Linked DNA regions of Gossypium hirsutum: region 1 is linked to region 2. Evidence: chromatin contacts called from public Hi-C data. All regions are on one chromosome and are shown on one strand. Each heading gives the region's core, a stretch centred on a gene start, on an enhancer-like site or on the middle of the called end of the contact. The rest is flanking DNA. Distances are from core to core; before and after follow the strand shown.

Region 1 (4,930 bases), core at 1,208-3,707, 57 kb before region 2:
TCTTCATCGAATATTGGCAAAGAATTTATCTGAAGTCTCACAATGACCCTAATTCTCACAACACATAATTAACTATGAGTTAGATGGGAACTTCTTTAAATTCAAGCTGTTGACAAAGAGTAACTCCCCTATTTATAAGTGTTCCTTTGTTCATTCTTGTGACCTTTTAACAATCACTGCCATTGAAAATAAACTAAATTCTGAACTCTTCAATTGTTTTAAAGAACGCAGACACACACACACATATAGCATGAAGCTGTTTCACTTATCAACATCTTGGTTTTTAGGGGTAAAGAAAAAGCCAAACATTTTACCTTTTAACTAAACAACTCCATTCAAGCAATGCATACAAATAAAAATGGTTAAATAGATTACCTCCTGAATATCTGATGTGAAAAGCATAGGTGATTGCTCATACTCTCCCTCTTTCATCCTTGAGTTTATTAGACTTAAGTGAAAAAGATTGTCAAGCTTAATCCCTTGGAAATTCTTTAACAGAAGCTTACACAAAGATGTGAACTTTTCTGAAATTATAACATCAAAGAAAACACGTTGACACCTCTCAGTGGTAGTTTTAGGATTTAATTCCTTATAAGACCCATTAGATATAACACCCTCCAGCTCCTCAGCAGTATGCTGATTTCCATTAGGAATCTGCCCGGCTTGTGGAGAGCAGTTCTGTTTATCTTCATGACAAGTATCAGAATCCTATGAAAGAATCATAAAACAACTTTTCAAATATATTATGAAGGAAACCAACAAGAAAAATACCACTGGAAACGTCATAGACCATATGGAGTTCAGATAACAGCACAAACCTTAACTGTCACATTACAATCATTTTCTTGATGAAATACAAGTGCATCTTGAATGCAACGTCGTATACCACCTTCATCACCACTTAAAAACTGATGCATGTTCTCCAATACAACATTTCTCCACTTCCTTTGTAGACGATAATTGGAATCATTTAAAGAAGCACAATGATCTGTAAAAGGAAGAGTGACCTGCTCACAAAAATTAGAATCGCTTAGCATGTTAAACATATCAAACAAACCAACTGTTCTTAGGACAAAAGAATAACAAAGACCACAACATGTCAGCCCAAATAGAATACTCAGGTACTCATATTAAAAAAAGGAAAGAAAGACAATATTGCATGTTTCACTAGTGCAATCAAATAAATGATATAACTACAAATTTCCCACAAAGAGAAAGAGTAACTAACAGCTATTAATTATATTTCTAGACATCAAAAACTCACATATTTATCTCATATTATGCACACCAGTTTTGGACTTAACACAGTTTCTTGAAATTGTATTTTATGTACCCAACGACCCAGTCACACCTTCTGCTCATACTCATAGGATAGTCTCCAGGCAGAGCTTTCCATCTAATTGCAAACAAGTTAATATTTTTCAATCCATAATCCAAATCTAAAATAAGAAAGCTCTTTAACTAAAGGAAAAACAAATGTTGTAACAAGAATTGGAGAACAGAATCAGAATATGCCTATCTCAACATTTAAATAGTACAAGAAAGAAAAATACTTAGCGTCTATAACTTCTAACATACATATGGAAACACATTAATCGAAATCTACCTGGTCTATAGAAGCTTTCCCACCATCTTGCACTTCAGTATTTGAACTTGACCTTAACTGTCTCCGCCTCTTATATGTTCGTAAACTCTCACTTGCCCCAGAACTCCCATCACCAGAATCATTTGCAAATTCAGAACCAAAACCATTATTCACTGGTTCAATCTTGAAGCACTTAATCTCCTCCCCAATCTCTGCTCCTTCACTGTTGATTGTCCCCTCTTCAACACCCATCTCCACCTTCACAAAACAGAACAAAACCCTAGTTTTCCAAGCATATCACCACAGAGTTAGGATATCTCTGTAATAAACCAACATTATCTTCCAAATTCACATTAAATTATAACATAAGCACTTCAAAAATCATCAGATTAGACGAAAAAACAAGCAAATTCAGTAAAAAAAAAAACTTTAGGCATACAGAAAATAAAGGGAATATCCAAAAAGAAAATTGAAGTCTAAATATATCATCCCCTAGCTTAACCAAAAAACGATAAAAGAAATCATCCAAACTAAGCTAAGTAATTCAAATGAACTTCACTAAGGATCATTTGAAAATTAAAAACAATAAATCAAATTAATATACAACTTCATTATTCTCCGTCTTTTTTCCCTCCTGCATTTCCTTGAGTACCAAACACCAAATAACAAGAAAAAAATAGTAAAGAAGGAGGAAGGTTTACCTGAGTTGAAAATATTAGGCCCGAAATTGAAACCCTAAAAAATTGGAAAATTGTTTTACTATTATTTTCCGTGAGAAACTTCGGCTTTGCTGTGCAGCTTCCCCGTCTTATCCGTGTATTTTTTTTCTCAAGAAAAAAGAAATGAAAATAGTAACTACAGCAGTGTGTAAATTGTGTTTGAGTTTACTTTTGTTTTGGCATTTTTCTTTGTATTCTTTTTAGGGTTTAATTCTATCTGAAGTCCTTGTACTCTCTGTATTTTTAAAATTTAATCTTTCAATTTTTAATTCCAAAAATTTAATCTATGCACTTATCTTATTTAAAAAATTAAAGTTGAAATCAATTGATACCACTATTAATAAAATTTTATTAAATTTGAACATGTGATATTTTAATATTCAAATGCTTGATTTAAAATTTAAAAATCAATTGAATATATATTCAAAGTTAACCAATTTTAATTGATAAATTTATTAACTAGACTTTAATTTTTAAATCAAACAAGTAGAGAAACTAAATTCTAAGAATTACAAGCATAAGTATTCTTTTAAAGAAAAAGTAAACGGATTAAATTTCAGGAATTCAGAAAGTACAGGGACTGGGACAAAGTTAGACCTTTGCTTAGTTGGGTCGGATCTGGAACTGGTTGGTTGAGGTTGCCAGTAAGGAAAAACTGACAGGTGTCGGTTGCTCAAATGACCGAAAACCCGAAAAGAGGTCAACAAACCAAGAAGAAAAGAAAAATCCTATGTAGTCAACTTGTGGGTCGGACCCCAAATGGAGTAGTTATTATTATTTATATATACTATTTATTTCATTTTCTACATAAAGATCACAGAGAATTACCATCCAATATAATTTCCTTTCTGTGACGATATTATTTTTATATATACACATACCCAAGCCTTTATAAATCAATAATAGATGTATCATAAAAAGGTTTTTTATTAATTTTTTCCTAAGGTTAAAAAAAATACAAGTTTAAAAATTGTAAAAAATAAAAATTCTCAATTAAAATATATAAAAATAATAATTATAAAACTTGGAAAAGAGCATTCTTTTAGGGTTAAAAAGCAGCATTTGCCATTAGAATTTAAAAAAAAACAGCATTAGCAAATATCTCAAGACCGATTATTTTACTTAAAACCAAAAATTTAATAATAGAAGCCCCCTCAAAGTACCCATCCAGGATTGAACCCACACAATACCATCCATGTTCTATTTTATAATAGATGGACTGAAAACCCAAAAAAAATATATATAATAAAGATAATATTTCTGTTATGATTTGAAAAATACAAATTAATTACTTAAATTGACATAGCTAAAATGTTCTCTCATCTTTTCTGTTGTCAAAATCAAAATCAAAATCAAAATCAAAATACTAAAATACTAATACTAATACTAATACTAATACTAATACTAATACTAATACATTAGTTATTTAACATTGTTTTCTTTAATTCCCTATAGGCAAAAAAAAGTACTAAAATACTAATACATTAGTTTGTTCAAAATGTAGCAACAACATAATGCTTCCAAGTTAACAGAGTCTATCCACCAATAGCATTCTTCACTTAATGCATCTATGTCGAAATATTCTTATCCAACAAAAAAAAAAACACATATTCAAACATGGGTATAAAATAACATCCAAAGAAGCGCCAGTCACATGAAATATAGTCATAAAAAGATGAAAATGCAACACATTCATGTACCTAATACATACAGGATTCTAAACAACAAGGGCATTATTTTTTAATGAATCTACAAGCTTCAACATTGCAATTTTTTTTTTCTTATGGTCAAAATAGTGTATATGTAGTCTTTCCTTTTCTATATCAAAAGCTAAATTAAAAAATATATAAGCAAACAACAATAGAGAGAGTATACATTACAACTTACAAATTCAGAATCTGCTTCAATTGATTTTTTTTTTCTTTCCCTACTTAAATTTAATGAAAAGGAGAGATTAGGAAAAACAAGGACAAAGATTAATGAAAAAACAAGGATAAAGCATAGAGCCAACTCCCCTGGTGAAGCAAAAATTATATCCAAAAGCATAACAAAAGGTAATCATCCAATTAGACTAAACTTTTCATAGCTTACAACAGGCTGTTTGGTTAGAGTTTTCTCCACAATTCTACAACATTGTTGGGAAACATTCACTTTTGACACTAAAACTATCTATTCTCAAACTACAAACTAACATTAGTTCAATCGTACCTGTTAGTGGATGATTTTCTGTACCAACAGGATCTTACAGGTTGGCAATCCCATTGATCAAGCAGAGATCATACAAATGCTATTAATTTTTTAATTCGTTTTTTGATCATAGCTATTCATCCAAATGCTAGTAAAATCTAATGAAGTTAATAACCTTAACCTACACCAATCTGCTTCCCAGCCCAAAAAATGAAGTGAAAATAAGTTGTCAATCTGAGCTATCCATAATAGAAAAGGTAAAGGCATTATACCGTGAAAAACAAATCATATCATGTTATGTCCTCCCAAGTGCAAGGTCTTTCTAACTCTTCTTGCCATTCGCATTCAACTTCTCCACAAAGTGTAGAGTACTGGCAGCAGATAGAAGCATGTCCATTCCACCTCTACTTTTATCAGATTCCTCTTTCTCTCCCTGATT
Region 2 (4,944 bases), core at 1,526-4,025:
TACATACCTGCTTAAGAAGTTTAACTTGAGTAGGTTTCATCCCAAAATAAGAATTTGATTCTAAAAGGTTCATAGTACGGCTGTATGAGTCATCCGAAGTCATGATAACAAAAGGAATCTCCTTTTGACATGTGCCTAAAAATTGAGAGAAGAGGGAAAGAGAAACAAACTTAAGAGATAAAGAGAACTAACAAGCTGTACGATGCAATAAACAGTGGAATATTTTTCTAAATGGTCGGAGGTTGGACTATTTTTTTTCGTAGGAAAATGTGATGTCTATGACGCAACACTACTTTCTAGACCAGAGAGGTTGTTTACAAAGTATTTATTAGGCTCAGGTGACTTAGACAATTGCACCTAGCTCATTACATAAACTATAACTTTAAACAGATATCTGTTGTGCCTTTCTTATCCCTAGGAACTATTGTAAGAGGTTGATTCTATGGAACCTCATTATAGTGTACTTTTGGAGCTCTTTTCGACTTGTTCATTCTATTAAACATTTCCCATGTAAAGAATGGCCTATTTAACGCTCAGTAATCTCCCATCGCTTCTTCCATTCATAACACAGAAGAACAATACCTCTTGGCCCTTCTTCATCACGTGGAGGAGCAAATTTTATAAAATGGATATTGGAAGTGTAATGCCTCCTAAAATAATGAGAAGCCACACAAACCTTGTGAAAGCCTACTGCTAGCTTCCTGAAGAGCCAGAATAGACTCAATGTAGAGTTGTAAGAAACATGTTCCTGTTGTGGTCTCTGCTGGAAGTGCTACCTACAAGGTGTACAAGGTATCTAGTCAAATATTTAGCTCCTTGACGTTTGAACAGGTACATAAAATATGATAACCATCCTTAAAAAATGGAAAGAAGCATCAATCCAATATCTCTCTAACGCAAAAAAGCATGATCCATGGGAACCAATACTTAACACAAAAGTATCTATCAAACATATTTTAACTTTTTAGACTTGTGTAGCTCTTATGAAACCAAATAATTGAAATTAACAGGATAAAAATATCAACTGCAAGTCTATAGGTTATCTACCTTAATTCCATTATATCCAAGACGTTCACCAAGGCCACCTGCAACAAGAACAAATGCTGCATCTTGGGCTTCTTTGATACCAGCCTCCTCAAATCTGATGAAATTATCATCACCAAAAGAAAGAACTTTATCTCCGGTTGGAACCTGCAAAATAAATTCACTGTATTTAAGACAAAGTTGCAGAGAAAACTGGAAAGAATGTGACTCAGGGTACAGAAAACTTAATTCCAATTCAATTTACATTAATATGAATCATGTAACTTAGTACAATTTAAAAATGTGAATAATAAATTAAAGTTATAAAGTGAAAGACCAAATTCCTTACCGAAGGTGTAAAGCCATCATATGGGTTCTTCCCTTCTTTTGAGTCCGCTAAGAGCTCCTTAGCATTTTTAACATAGGATGCCAAACCCCCAGGATAGCATGAATTGAGCTTAGCAACCTAAACGAAAAAAGGTTCAATACTAAGCTCTATGATATATAGTATTAAAATCACTGAAACACAATCAACCATATCCTATCAAAAACAACAGAGGAAATGGATTTTTCTCTTTAAAAAAACACTCCTTTCATGCCCTTAAGTTTTCTTTTCATCCATAATTTAACTGAATTTAGCAAAGATAAATAAATCTCCAACTTCGCTATTTTCTTTTTTAAAAAGGTTGATCACATTAGAACACTGTAGAGTTCCATGGTTTTAAAATAATAAACAGAGACCTGAGCGAAAAAGGCTTTCTTTCGTTTATCCTCGACGCCAGGCTCCGGCCAATGCTGAAACAAATGGCTCTGCCTCAAAACTAACAACATCTTCGCCAACTCTATCTGCCAAAAAAACAAAACACAGTATACTTACACTAGTGCGTATATATATACATACTAATAATTTTTTACAAAAAAAAAAAACTTGAATCTAGGTAATGCTAAACCTGATCCGGATGAAGGAGGTGAAGATTCTTGACGAGATTAGGAGGCCAATCTCCGGCGTTGACGTTGAGGTCGGAGAGAATCTTCGCCGAAGAATCGGCCGTCGCGGAAGCCATTGTAGCCGGAATTGTAGTTTTCGAATAAAATATGAAGATTAAAGAAAGGGAGAGAAGAATTTTACGTAAAAACTGTCCAAAAGGGACGTAATATGCTAATATGAGAGTGTAATGTTTGATCACAGTAAATATTGTTATGAGTAGTGGATATTTGTTAAGATGAATATAAGTTTTCATATATTTTAAATTCTAATAGTAATTAGAAAGTAAGTTTTATTTTATTTATAATTAGAATATGGAGAAGCAACTAAAAGCTAAATATATTATTTTGAATTTATTTTTAAATATATTTTTTAAAAAAATTAATTTACATTTTCAACTAAGTAGCCGGTCTGGATTCTTAACTTATGACCATATGGTGTTTACTTTTGTAAGGAAATATTTGAAGAAGAAAGTATTCTCAGATTGAAGAAAATAAATTGATATTTGATCATTTGTTATTTAGAGAATTTTTAGTATTTTTTTTTTGCAATTAATTTTAATTTGTTTTAACTATTTAAAAAAAATTAAGGTGTAAATTCATTAATAAATATCAGATTACTGTCTGCTACCCTAGCACGTTGTCCGTCTGCCGCCTCTAGTAGAAGTCTTTAGGTTTTGGGTTCTTTATTGTTTTTTGTCTTGTTCTACCCAGCGATCTCAGTGCGACGTCAATCTACAAAACGCTGAGGGTTTATTCTTATGATTAGGCTTCGTGTCCTGCAGAGATGGAGAATGAATTAGCGATTCTTTCTCTTAATGAAGAGGAAGATGGAATTTTGCAGATACCAACAGATCAATAACTGGGAATGAAGAGTTCCAACTGGTAGGTTATTTTTTAATAGCTAGCTTAATTCATTTTCCAGCCATGAAGAGTACGATGGCTAATCTGTGGCACCCAGTACAGGGAGTTCAAATTAGGGATTTGGGAGAAAAAAGGTATTTATTTCAGTTTTTACACATAATGGATTTGGAGAGAGTTTTAAAAGAGTCACCCTGGACTTTTAATAATCACTTGCTGATTTTATATCATCTACAAAAAAGGGAGGATCCATTAAGAGTTCCATTAATAAATTCCCCATTTTGGATTCAAATTCACGATGTCCCGATTGGATTATTCTCTGAAAACTTGGCAGTTCAGATGGGAAATTTTCTAGAAAACTTCGTAGAATATGATGCATCAGGTATAGGGAAAGAAAAACGTAATCACATGAGAATTAACGTCCGCTAAAGAGGAAAAAAAAGGTCATGTATAATGGAAGCTGCTCCTATGTTAGGTTCAAATATGAACGACTATCCCTTTTCTGTTTTTATTGTGGACAGTTGGGACATAATAATTCTTTTTGCGACGCTAAAATGTTATGGGAGTGGAGGTTGCTGAGTTCGGTTGGGATTATCACTGAGAGCCCAATCTCGCAGAGCATTATCAATGACCAGCATATGGCTAAGGGAGGAAGGCGAAGGGAAAAATGAGGATCAATGGAATGGAAATCAAGCTTTGAGGAACCGAATATGGACAGAGGAATCTGCTGAAGGACGTGGGTCAAACATTGATCCAACTCTGGGCTTTAACTTAAAAGGGAAGATATCATCGTTTGGTAAATCTAAGAGGAATATGGAGGTGAATCACTCGCAAACTGCCATGGAGCATGACCTAGAGGAGGGGGTTATCTTTGGTGAATAAGGAAAAAAGAGAACTAGAGGTACGGTAGAAGAATCATCTAGCAAGGAAGGGTATGCTACTCTACCACCAAGGACCAAAAAAGGGATGGGTTCTGACAATGGATTATTGGCGGCTGCCATGAGGTAAGTCGATCGGTTACAATAAAAATTTTGAGCTGGAATGTTCGTGGTTTGGGGAGGCCATGAACGATTCGACGACTTCGGCACACGCTGAAGTTACATATTCCCCAATTAGTCTTATTTATGGAGACGAAACTCTGTGGAAAACAAATGGAACGAGTAAGACGAAGTTATGGTTTTCAAAATGGTGTTGAGGTCGATGCTGAAGGTACTAGAGGAGGTTTATGTTTGGCTTGGAAAATAGGCGTTAACATTACACTTAGAACGTTTTCTAAGCGGCACATTGATGTGTTTGTCAAGGACTGTGATACTAAGGAGAAATGGAGATTTACGGGGTTTTATGGGTCTCCCTATACACAAGATAGGAATGAAGCTTAGGGGGAGTTGAAAAGATTGGTTACTAGTGAGGATATTCCTTGGTTTGTATGTGGGGATTTTAATGAGATTATGTATGGTTTTGAAAAGAAGAGAGGCTTACCAAGAGACGAGGTAAGAATGGAGTCATTTAGACATCTTTTGGAAGTTTGCCAATTGATTGACATCGGGTATTTTGGTAATTGGTTTACGTGGGAAACAGTCAATTTGCCAGAAACAAATATTCAAGAAAGGTTGGATAGAGGAGTTGCTACGGCTAGTTGGATTTCCATGTTCCCAGAGGTTAGGGTCCAACATTTGGTACATACTTTCTCTGATCATTGTCTTCTTTTGATTAATACGAAGAAATATGATGAACAAAAAAGGAACAATTCTTTCAAATTTGAAGCTTGGTGGGTATTGGAAGATACTTTCCTTGCAGAAGTCAAACATTTATGAGAGTTCCCTACCGAAATGCTGCTTTTGAAGTTAGAGAATCTGAAGAGGGGGTTGTGTCGCTGGGCAGGGATTATTCGAGTGAATCAAAGGAGAGAGAGACATATTCTTACTGATAAGATGGTTGACTTACTGCGAAACGATAGAGATGAAGAAAACATGGCGGAATGACAATTCAACTGAATTTTGAAATCAAGAAAGGCGAACGTTATTGGGAGCAGATAGCTAGACTTAATTGGCTGAAATTCGGAGATAGGAATACAGC

What was found. Hi-C and Micro-C count contacts between places; a contact is called where the count stands out from the background.
Region 1: a contact with region 2 is called in a Hi-C map of seedling, with 3 times the contacts expected there. The contact joins the promoter of LOC107960383 here to the enhancer-like site in region 2. A contact is called at or near these places in 15 of 34 Hi-C or Micro-C datasets (anther, callus, hypocotyl and 3 more).

The regions. Positions count from the first base shown.
Region 1 is chrA05:24,828,617-24,833,546 of Gossypium_hirsutum_v2.1, reverse strand. It overlaps LOC107960383 (PHD finger protein EHD3), which reads right to left and starts at 2,457. Exons shown (of 7, transcript XM_016896719.2): 1 at 2,287-2,457; 2 at 1,607-1,865; 3 at 819-1,007; 4 at 376-708. The coding sequence starts at 1,837. LOC107960385 (PHD finger protein EHD3) reads right to left here. Exons shown (of 8, transcript XM_041114090.1): 8 at 4,350-4,930. The coding sequence ends at 4,814.
Region 2 is chrA05:24,772,147-24,777,090 of Gossypium_hirsutum_v2.1, reverse strand. It overlaps the pseudogene LOC107960387. Among protein-coding and RNA genes, the nearest start is that of LOC107960388, 10 kb to the right of the region's middle. Within about 2 kb of position 2,775, at least 6 of the 9 cell types and tissues checked have an H3K27ac peak or open chromatin away from gene starts, as enhancers often do.